Regions from separate parts of the Mus musculus genome. Here region 1 is linked to region 2. The links are chromatin contacts, called in public Hi-C maps. All regions are on one chromosome and are shown on one strand. Each heading gives the region's core, a stretch centred on a gene start, on an enhancer-like site or on the middle of the called end of the contact. The rest is flanking DNA. Distances are from core to core; before and after follow the strand shown. Region 1 overlaps Tgfbr1 (transforming growth factor, beta receptor I). Region 2 overlaps Col15a1 (collagen, type XV, alpha 1).

Region 1 (5,066 bases), core at 2,239-4,738, 120 kb after region 2:
TTCAAGTTAACCCCCCCCCCCAAATTACCTTGTTAATAGGCAGGCTACTGCATGAACAGATAGTTGTCAAAAGAAAATATACAAGAGGCCAATAAATACTTAAGACAGCACTCAACATTTTTAGCTATATAATACAGGAAATGAATATTGGAACTACTTTTTGAGGCTATAGCTCAACCCTATCAGAACCAAATGACAATAAATGGTGGCAAGAATGTGAAGAAATGGGAACCCTTATCATTCACTGCTTCTCAAATGTAGACTAGTATAGCCACTGTGGTTCCTCAAACTCACACACACACACACACACACACACACACACACACACACACACAAAACCCCTGAAAACAGAACTACTCCTAGGTAAATGTACACAGGACTGTGTACTTAGCACAGATGTCCTGGTATATCTTTCAGAGAAAGTCACTACTAGTTTAGTAGACAATGAAGGATTAATTTCTTCAGTTAAATGTGGAAAAGGCAATATTTTAGGAGGAGGTGGAGATGGGAGTACGTCTTCTGCTGAGGGTGGAGAGACTACTTTCTCAGGTGAGATAAATTCTTGAGAATCTGAGAGTTAAGTTCAACTTGAATAGGGTCTTCCCACACATTCCCCTTCCATTTTCTACCAATTAATGCCCTTTAACTGTTGACATCCCCTGAGTTTGTGACTTGAATTTTCTCTGTAATTTAGCCAACCTTTCAGTTTGATTTTCTGCATCTTGAGTTCTGTGGCTGCTAAAGAGAAGATTCTCTTCCAGGGCACACTTAGAAACCTTTAGATTGTTTATGCACATCTGGAGCCCATCAGAGTCCATTGCTGTCTTTCACTGTATTCTGATATGCTAGAAGTTGGTTCATTTTATCATGGAGCATTCTTTCCTTTGTCAATTTAATTAAGAGATCCTAGGAACAATCATCCAACATCATAATTTTCCTTATTTTTCCACAGTTTGTCAAAAGTTTTATATAGAATCACCAAATCTGTTACCTCTTCCAACTGGTGAATCAGGATAATCAAGTTTAAGTTTGTAAACTGTTCATACCGTGGGTTTTCAGTACTCTCTGAGCTCCTAGGAGAGCTTCAGTGACTGTGTTAGTCACTGAAGTTAAGTATCTGAGCCTATTTCAGATACTTAAAATACTCATCCTTATACTTCTGTTTCTTTAGACCCCACTCTTGGTACCAGTTTTTGTCTTAGGTAGGGTGAATGTTGCTGTGATAAAACACCACAACCAAGTTGGGGAGGAAAGGATTTTATGCTTTTACATCGCTATTCATCATCCAGGCATCAGTAAGGCAGGATAGGAACTCAAAATAGGTCAGGAAGCTAGAGTCAGGAGCTGATGCAGAGGCCATGGAGGAGTGCTGCTTACTGGCTTACTCCACATGGCTTGCTCAGCCTTCTTGCTTATAGAAGCTAGAACCACCAGCCTAAGGATGGCCCACCCACACTGGGCTAAGCCTTCCCACATCAATCGCTGGTCTTATGGAGGCATTTTTTTTTCAGTTGAGGTTTTCTATTCTCTGATGACTCTAGCTGTGTCAGCATAAAAGATGACACAAAGCTAGCCAGGATAACAGAAATACTTGTGTAGGCATAATGTTACTGTATAGTGTATAAAATTATTCTTGTATTATTCAAATGCTGGTTTCTCTGCCACCATATCTTATCACAATCTGGACATGGCATTATAATGCTTATTCTAAGTATCTCCTATTTCAAGTTTGTATAAACATAGCTCTCCATTTATTCTCTGACTTGTCAATCAGCCAGTGCCTGCACAGAAGAGACAATAGGGCTGGGCTTCTTCCAGCCAGGGGAAGGAGTGAGGGTAGGGGTAAGAAGAGTGGGAAAGAAGGGACTTGGTACTACGTAGAAGTTTGGAGAGACACCAGGGAAAAACACCTAGAGCCCAGAAACAGACCAATACTAAAATGCAAATATCTCAGGGATTTTGGCTGGGAAGTAACCACATTAGCTTAGATGATTAGAACAGATCAATGAGTGCCAGGTTATTGTGTTGTAAAGCTAATTAAATAAATCTTACAATGTCTCATTCATTTGGGAGCTAGTCAGGGATAAAGAAAAACTGCCACTTTAAAAAATGCACTTACATACTTGAACATTCATGCTTATAGTTTCACTGTTCATAACAGCCAGAGAATGTAACCACTTAGATGTCCATCAGCAGATAAATGCACATAAACATAGTCCATGTATACAGTGGAATTTTGTTCAGCAGTATCAATTTAGGAAAATGGATAGAACTATAAATCATGTTAAATGAAGTAAACCAGACACAGAATGACAGATGCTGTTTTCTCTCATGTGAGACCTGGATTTAACTGTGTGTATGATAGATCTAGAACAGGGACTGTCAGGATGTGAAGGATCTTACTTTAGAATGCACTGGAATACATAAGACATAAAAAGAGACTATTTGTAAAGGGAAAGGTGATGAGGAGAGGACATGGGTGAATTGCAATATATTGTAATGATACATATGTGTAACAATGCAATAATAACATCCATTACTTTGTATACTAGCTTAAAATGTTTAAAAATGGAAACAAGACCTAGTTTAATTAAAGATATTTTAATTACATTTTTATTTGGGATGTAGTACTTATAAGAGAAAATGTACCCCACTGTACATGTATGTCAGTCAGAGGACAACTTAAGAGTCAGTTTCTCCATCTACCATGTGGGTTCTGGTGATCAAACTCAGGTCCCCAGGCTTGGTGGGAAGTGGCAAAGAGCTACTGAGCATTTTGCCAGCCTCACTTTTTTTTTTTTTAAGATTTATTTATTTATTTATTATATGTAAGTACACTGTAGCTGTCCTCAGACACCCCAGAAGAGGGAGTCAGATCTCATTACGGATGGTTGTGAGCCACCATGTGGTTGCTGGGATTTGAACTCCTGACCTTTGGAAGAGCAGTCGGGTGCTCTTACCCACTGAGCCATCTCTCCAGCCCCCAGCCTCACTTTTACTTTAAAAAATTATTTGTGTGTACTGTGTGTGTGTAGAGTTCAAAAGACAATTTTGGGAGTTGCCAGCCCAAAGCCCTATTTTAATAAAAGAGGAGAGAGGGGGAGGCTGGAGAGATGGCTCATTGGTTAAGAACACACAAACACATGCTATTCTGTCAGAGGACTAAGTTCTGTTCCCAGTACCCATATCAGGTGTGCACAACAGCCTATAACCCTCTCGTCTGGCCTCCCCAGGCACCATATGCACATGACATACACACAGAGGCACTGAAACATACACATAAAGGAAAAACATTAAAATTAAAAATAGGAATGAGATAACCCAGATCTATTTAATAATAAAGTCAGTTATAATTTTAGGGGGAGATAAAGTGCTGAGTTTTGAAACCAAGGTCTTGCACATGCCAGGCATTACCACTGACTACGTCCCTAACCCCTGATTTTTTTTTTTTTTAAGAAGCAATCTTACTGTGTATGTAATTCAGGCTATTTTGGAATTTTGGATTCTCTTGCCTCTGCCTTCTAAGCACTAGAATTAAAAGTGTGCACTACACACTTAGCTTACAGACTTCAACTTGTAAGAAATGAGAATTAAGATATATGTTCATGAGAATCTGTTTCTGTTTAATTTACATAAACTATTTTACTATGTCATATGTCTCAGTCAGGGTTTCTATTACTGAGACGAAACACCATGGCCAAAACAGAAGTTTGGCTTACATTTCCAGATCACAATCCATCATTGGAGGAAGTTAGAACAGGAACTCAAGCAGGGCTGGAACCTGGAGGCAGGAGCTGATGCAAGAGCTCTTAGAGGAGTGCTGCTTACTGGCTTGCTTCCCTGGTTTGTTCTTATAGAACTGAGGACCACCAGCTCAGGGATGGTACCACTCAAATGGGCTGGGCCCTCCCCTATTGATCACTAATTGAGAATATGCTGGATCTCATGTAGGCATTTCCTCAACTGAGGCTTCTTTCTCTGTGATGACTCTAGCTTGTGTCAAGTGGACACACAAAACCAGCCTGTACATCATATAATAGCAATCCTATATTCAGTCATCTGATTTAGTTTGGAAAAATGGAATTTTAAAATTCCCTCAAGACATAAACCCTTGCCTGGCTAAGCATTGTGTTATAGGATGTTTATATTGTCTAGTGACCTTTCTTGTTAAAGACTAGTAAGAGAAGCCCTTCAGCATTGGCGTTTTTCAAAATTTCATCATATGTAGACCTCTTTGAAATGAAAAGTGCAAAACAATTTTTCACACTATTCCTTAAATTGTAAACATGAAACTAGAAAATGTAAAACTTAATGTTTTGGGTTTATTTACAAGTATAAATTAAATCTGTAAATTAGAATCAAGGACAATTACAAATAATAGAATGTAAATTAATACAATTATTTGGTGTGACAATTGATGCTTCTGTTTTATTGTAGAAATAAGATGACCTTAGGTCTGATTCTGTTTTTATATCTGTTTCACTGTTATAACTGCAGTGATAATAAATGCTGCAAGTGGCTGCTCTGGTCAGTAATGTTCAAGATAGTATTAATGACCTCAGGGCTTGTTGGGAAGTTTAGGATAATGAGATCTCATACCTAACCAAAGCTAGGAAGCAGTTCTCAAATATCAGTTTGTTTACTGGAAGATGTGGCTCACATTATACTATAATTGAAGTCTTCACTAAATGGTTTTCTAAACCAATTATTGGAAGTTAGAACAAAAAGTGTTGTTGAATATCACAGCCATATATACTGCTAGTGAATGTTTGCCAAATGTCCTACAAAGAAAGGATTTGTGTAAGGCTTGCATGGACTCGGGGCACTGGCTATTTCAACTCTGCCAGGTTTACATTGTGCTGTGTTTTTAAGTGTTACTTAATCCTGTGATTTAAGTGTTACTTGTATGTTTTTATTGTATACATATTGTGAAGCTGTCTGTATGTAAAGTGTGCCACATGGACACTTGACCAGAATGAGCTTTTCACATAACTATAGAAACAGCAGTGAAAGTTTTGTAATGCTTGTGAAGATAGATGGTGGTTACTCAGGATCCAGAATGTTTG
Region 2 (5,825 bases), core at 210-2,709:
TCAGGCAGCAAGAGGTGCCAGCACGCATGATGGAAGCCACCAGGCCCTAGGTCCTTGTCCCGTTCTCTAGGCTGCCTCTTCCCTCCTGGTCCTCTATCTCGGAGTCATTGACATCTTCCCAAGTTACTATGTACAAAGTTGCCGTGTTCTCTTCCGAGACTGCAAAGCATAGTTATTGACATCACAATTTCTGCTCCCTGTAGGGTCTGGTGAGATCCTGAATGATACGCTGGAGGTCCATGCGATGGATGGGGACCCTGGTACTGATGATGGTTCAGGGGATGGAGCCTTGTTGAACGTCACTGATGGTCAGGTGAGTGAATGAGTGGTAAACTTTATTCGATAGCCTAACGGGGGGGGGGTGTTCATGGAGAGGTCTTAGTTGAATGTCACCAGGACTGATGTCCTGTGGTATGGAAAGAGCACAGTGGTCAAGCTCCAGGGACACACCAGCGAGGGTGGAGGAGAAACCACCCCAGCTTGTCTTCACCCATGATTGGCGATAAATACAAATGTAGCATGCTCATGATGTATGGGATCCTTATGAAGACCGCAGGACAGGACAGGGTCAACTGCAGGCTTGCCCACGCCCTCCTTAGCAATTGTCTTTCATCTTTACAAAGCCAGTTTGAGAAATGGCTTGATCTGATAGGGGCAGAGCACCATCTTCTCAACTCCAGCATTTGTGTACACACACACATGATTTGTGTACACTCACGCATGAAGGCCTGAGTGTGGATACTCAGCCCATGAAAGAGCTGGTGGCAGTGACGGGTCTGTTACCCCAGTATGAGTGCCAGGGAGTCAGGTAAAAGGATCCTAGACGCTTGGTAGCCATTCAGCCTCCTAGAACTGGTAAGCTCCAGAGTTAGCAAGAGACGCTGTCTCAAAAATAAGGCGGAGAGCCATGGGTGAAGACTCCCATGCGCTCATACATACATGAACATGACCATATACACATGTGCACTCAGACCTAATTCACCCCACATGAAACCCTAGAAAACAAAAATAACATGCCATCCCCACATCCTATGTAAACCACTATATAGACCAGGCTACTGTCTTCAACCTCACAGAAATTTGCCTGTCTCTATCTCCTGTGTGCAGGGGTTAAATGTGTGCACCATCGTTCCTGGCAAATATGTGGCATTTTATGACACCGGCAGCTACAGCTGTTCCATTTCCCCATTTGTTCTGAGACCTTGTAGACATCTTTTCTTTTCCCAGAGGAAACTAAATGACAGAGAAAGAGAGAAAGGCAGGTTAGCACTGGCGTGCACTGGGGACAGAGTCCTGCCTGCACATAGCTGAAACCACAAGAGCAATGTCATTATACTTATGTCTGGATAGATGTACAGGAGTGGTCACAGGAGGTCTGTGTGTCTAAACAGTGTCCAGAGCTGGAGCCAGCTGACTCAGGAATCAGTGACCTATGGTCACCCAGTGTGTAAACAGACGTTGGCATGAAATGTGAGACATCAATGTCTCGGAGATGTCCTCTGTCCCCTGGATTTTGCAAGTCTGGGACTGGTCTGAGACTTCTGTGGTGAAGTCACAAATGTGGAGGTTCCTAAGGTCAGGGAGCTGCAGGGATGTCAGCTGGCAGGGTGTATGTAGGTGGAAGACCCAGGTACTCAGTTCTCTCCAGCCATAGGCTTGTTGATCAGAGCTAAGGGACCAACAGCAGGGTCTCTCACCATGTCCTGTTTTCAGGGGTTATCAGCAACAGCAACTGGGGAGGCCAGTGTGCCTGTCACCACTGTCCTGGAAGCAGAGAATGGCAGTATGCCCACTGGGAGCCCCACCCTGGCCATGTTTACCCAGAGCATCAGGGAAGTGGACACTCCGGTGAGTAGCTTAAGCATACTTCCCCTGCTAGGGCTTGTTCCTGGTAGAAGCAGGCACTAGCCTCCTGTCTACACAATGCAGAGTAGCAATACTATGGGGCGAATCCAGGTGGGCACGAGCAACTGGCTGCAGGGCATTCACTCACTGGGAGAGGCTTGTAGAGCATTGTGCCACACCAGGCACTGGTCCTGCTAGCCAGGACTGATGGTCAATAGGATAGGCTGAGTTCCCAAGACACAATGATTAAGGGACATAGAAGTCCCCAAAACAACTTGTGAGTATAGAAAAGGGGTTCAGAAAGGTAGAAGGTGAACCTGAGAGTCTGAGGGAAGTATCCAGGCCAATGGCATAGGTAGATGTTATAGGTGAGGGTTAGAGGAGCAAAGACCCAGAGGCCACACAAGAACTGATGAAGTACAGGGTGCCTTTGGGGTCTGCAGGGGAATGGGGGGGACATCCTGATGTCACCTAAAGCTGAGAAGATGGATCTGGAGAGGCCCAGTACATGAAGGCTTCTGCTGGGCAGCCTGACAACCTATAGTGAAGTTGCAGCCATTGAAAGGAGAGGGTGGAGAGATCTTCATAGGATTAGGATTCTAGAACAACTGCTTTGGCCTAAATGGAGAAAGGACAGAGGAGTCTGGCCTGGGTACAGGGGCACAGGTCCAGGCTGAATCCAGGTCCAGGTGAACATGGGTGGCCATGGACATGTCAGATCTTTTTAAAAGTTCCAGTGAGCAAGGGTCTGGAAAGCATCCATTGATTTTGTCAGCGTGTTTCTGAGTGGCAATGGAGAGGGCAATTTGAAATGTGGAGGTTCTCAGCCAGGGGAGCAGGAGGCAGGAAGCAATCAGGTGATTTGGTGGTTGGCAGTTGGGGGTGGTGAGGTCAGAGACTAAGGGCAGTTAGATGTGCCTGTCCTTTGAAAGTGAGCGGGCACAGGACACAGGTACAAGAGAGGCCTTGGCTATCTGTCCCCTAAAGCCACAGGCATGGGTCAAAGTGGTGGTCCACTAGTCTGGACCTTCGGGATATCTTTCCATCCAGGATCCAGAAAATCTAACAACAACAGCATCAGGGGATGGTGAGGTGCCCACCAGCACTGATGGGGACACAGAGGCTGACAGCTCGCCCACTGGAGGGCCAACCCTGAAGCCAAGAGAAGAGGCCACTCTGGTAAGGAGTAAGGCGAGCTGGAATAGCCTTCTTGCAGTGTGTGTCTTACACTCAACAAACTGGGGCAGAGGGGGACACCTCTCTGACCAATGCTAGTTCAGAGGTGGAACTTGCCAGGACTTCTAAGTATACGGCTCAGCCCCTGTAGTCTAGCAGAGTCTGAGAAAAGAGGCAGGTAACCTGTGTGGTTAGAAGAGTAGAGGGGAGTCCTAGGACTGTATGCAGAGCCTTTTGTCCCCACCAGCAGAGGCCAGGGGCCAGGGGTATGCCCTACATGTGAGGGGAAGAGATGATGCTGTTGCTGTGGGTTGGTAGGGTGCAGACAGGCAGGCAGAGCAGGGTGAGGTCAAGGTCATACTGTCTGCAGTGTAGAGAAGGCTGAATATAGGCATCCCAACTGGACAGTGGACCCATCTGTCTCTGTGATGTCCCCATAGAAGCTCTCTACCCATTAGATTCAAACTTGCCTCCTCATGCCACTCCTGGGTTCCCGCCTCATGTGAATGGAGATAGTCTCATTCCAGCTGCTTCACATGAAGTTACCTTCCCTCTTCCTTCTGTCTGATATCCGATGAGAACGGAGTCCTTTTGACTTTTCTACGTAAACCTGTAATTGACTGGTGTGGATCCTGCCTGAGTAATCTTCCCCAGACAGACAGTTATTCACTCACACTCTGTAGTCTCTCACAGAGCCTGGCTGGGTGTTGCCCCTCTTCTTTGAGGCTTTTCTGACCTCGACCTACTGACCCAGATCCTCTGACCTTGACCTACTGACCCAGCTCCTCTGAGACGCCAAGTAGGGTCTGGTCCCTGCCCTTCTTGGCTGCACCTTGGGGCTTCTGTGTGCCAGACCCAAGCCACGGCCTCCTACTTCAAGCTCCTCTCAGTTCCTTCTTGCTCTGCAGTCTTCCCACACTCCTCCTCACTGCAGAGAGACTCTCCCCACCCCTGTCCCTTCATTCATTTGTCCTTCAGAGTTAGCCTAACATGGGCTGTGAAGGCTGCTGGCCTTATCCTTAGAAGACTTCTTCATAATGGACTTGGTAAACAGGCTCCATGTGTAGTGCAGGCCTGGCTCCCTAGCACGTCATGAGCCCGGTGGGGATCAGGTCCAATAGACCTGGCTTCCCGGGTCTGCTTTGCCTCTCTCAAGTGGTGGGTGCTGGACTAATTTGCTGAGTGGATTCGTGAAGGCAGAGGGCAGCTCCAAGCTCCTCCTGTCTGTAACACACGGGAAGGCAGCCTTCTGCTCTGCTGTGTTCTGCTCTTGTATCCACACAGGCTAGTGACAGAATTCCCCAAGGCCACCTGACTGTTACACAGAGGAGTTCAAAGTTCCCTTTCCTCTCTTCTTCCGCTTTCTTCTTTAAAGACATAGTATGTGTCACAGCAGGAGAAAACCAGGAACCAGAGTCCATTTCTACCAAGTCTCAGCTTTAATAGAAGCTGGATAATGGAGGAGCTAGAGAAATTACCCAAGGAGCTAAAGGGAACTGCAACCCTATAGGTGGAACAACAATATGAACTAACCAGTACCCAGGAGCTCTTGTCTTCTGCATATGTATCAAAAGATGGCCTAGTCGGTCATCACTGCAAAGAGAGGCCCATTGGACTTGCAAACTTTATATGCCCCAGTACAGGGGAAAGCCAGGGCCAAAAAGGGGCAGTGGGTGGGTAGGGGATTGGGGGGGTGGGTATGGGGGGGCCTTTGGGATAGCATTGAAAATGTAAACGAGGAAAATACCTAATAAAAAAAACACAAAAAAAAACAAAAAAAAGACATATATCAACAAATCTTGAATAATAATCTATTATTGTCGACACTGAAAAGCCTGTCATTCTCCAATCTGATTTTCACCTTTCAGTGCTACACACAGGTTAATACAGTCACTGCATTAAATCACTATAAAAATGTAAAAAAAAAAAAAAAAAGTAGAAGCTGGAGCTTGGCTAGCAGAGGAAATAGGAGGGCCGTCTGCAGAGGTGATGTACTCCCCAGGACCAGGAGTATGCAAACTAAGCCTGAGATATATAGCACTGAGCAGAGATGGATAGCTAGGTGGGTGGATTCCAGAGGTAGGCTGAGGATGCCCAGGAAGGCGTATTCTGACTCTGAGCCCCAGCAGCTTGTACACTGAAGCACACAGTCCTTGCTCAGTGAGTACAGCAAAGAGGCAGAGGAGTTGCTGAGATCTGATTGTCCCCGTGGTTTCCTTTCTGTAGCATGTGCACAGCCACCGAAGTGGAAGTGGGGGTCATGTGGCATCATCTCATGCCAGCTCTCTTCCAGGGTTCACACGGTGAGGAATGGTTAACCCCAGCTGTGTCCAAAATGCCCCTCAAGGCTTTTGAGGAGGAGGAAGCCAGTGGGACTGCCATCGACAGCCTGGATGTCATCTTCACACCCACGGTGGTCCTTGAGCAAGTCAGCAGGAGACCTACAGACATCCAAGCCACTTTCACGCCCACAGTGGTCCTTGAAGAAACCAGCGGGGCCCCTACAGACACCCAGGACGCTCTCACACCCACAGTGGCCCCTGAGCAAATGTTCACTGCTGTAAGTCCCAGCTAGCATCTTCTCTGATATGTGGGGACAGAACGGTCAGCATTCTGAGCCATTAAGGTCCTCTGCAGAGACACACACAACTTCAGCTCTGTTGTGAGAGCTTGGGAGACTCCAACTGGACAGGGAAAAGAGACAGTGTTTAAAAGGGGCCAGGTTGCTGGCTTTTGTCCCAATCTGCTACATCCTAGTTTTGACTACTCATTTTCCTAGAGGTCAATGTCCCGAAGGTGGGAAG

The links. Hi-C and Micro-C count contacts between places; a contact is called where the count stands out from the background.
Region 1: a Hi-C map of bone marrow-derived macrophages shows a contact between it and region 2, with 53 read pairs. The contact joins two enhancer-like sites. A contact is called at or near these places in 6 of 484 Hi-C or Micro-C datasets (the MC3T3-E1 cell line, MC3T3-E1-derived osteoblasts, bone marrow-derived macrophages and 3 more), 5 of 115 datasets of contacts at active chromatin or transcription factors (the HPC-7 cell line, the SCID.adh cell line, microglia and 2 more) and 3 of 9 other capture datasets (adipose tissue, liver and pancreatic islet).

The regions. Positions count from the first base shown.
Region 1 is chr4:47,375,148-47,380,213 of GRCm38.p6, forward strand. All of the region lies in intron 1 of Tgfbr1 (transforming growth factor, beta receptor I), which reads left to right. It also overlaps a transcript of Gm32435 not described here. Among named protein-coding and RNA genes, the nearest start is that of Gm32435, 3.1 kb to the left of the region's middle. Within about 2 kb of position 3,489, at least 3 of the 459 cell types and tissues checked have an H3K27ac peak or open chromatin away from gene starts, as enhancers often do. A contact at or near this core is called in bone marrow-derived macrophages, where this site is marked.
Region 2 is chr4:47,256,957-47,262,781 of GRCm38.p6, forward strand. It overlaps Col15a1 (collagen, type XV, alpha 1), which reads left to right. Exons shown (of 40, transcript NM_009928.3): 7 at 204-313; 8 at 1,714-1,848; 9 at 2,896-3,024; 10 at 5,315-5,581. It overlaps Gm52734 (a long non-coding RNA gene), which reads right to left. Exons shown (of 2, transcript XR_003955399.1): 2 at 4,807-5,705. Among named protein-coding and RNA genes, the nearest start is that of Gm52733, 7.8 kb to the left of the region's middle. Within about 2 kb of position 1,460, at least 18 of the 459 cell types and tissues checked have an H3K27ac peak or open chromatin away from gene starts, as enhancers often do. A contact at or near this core is called in bone marrow-derived macrophages, where this site is marked.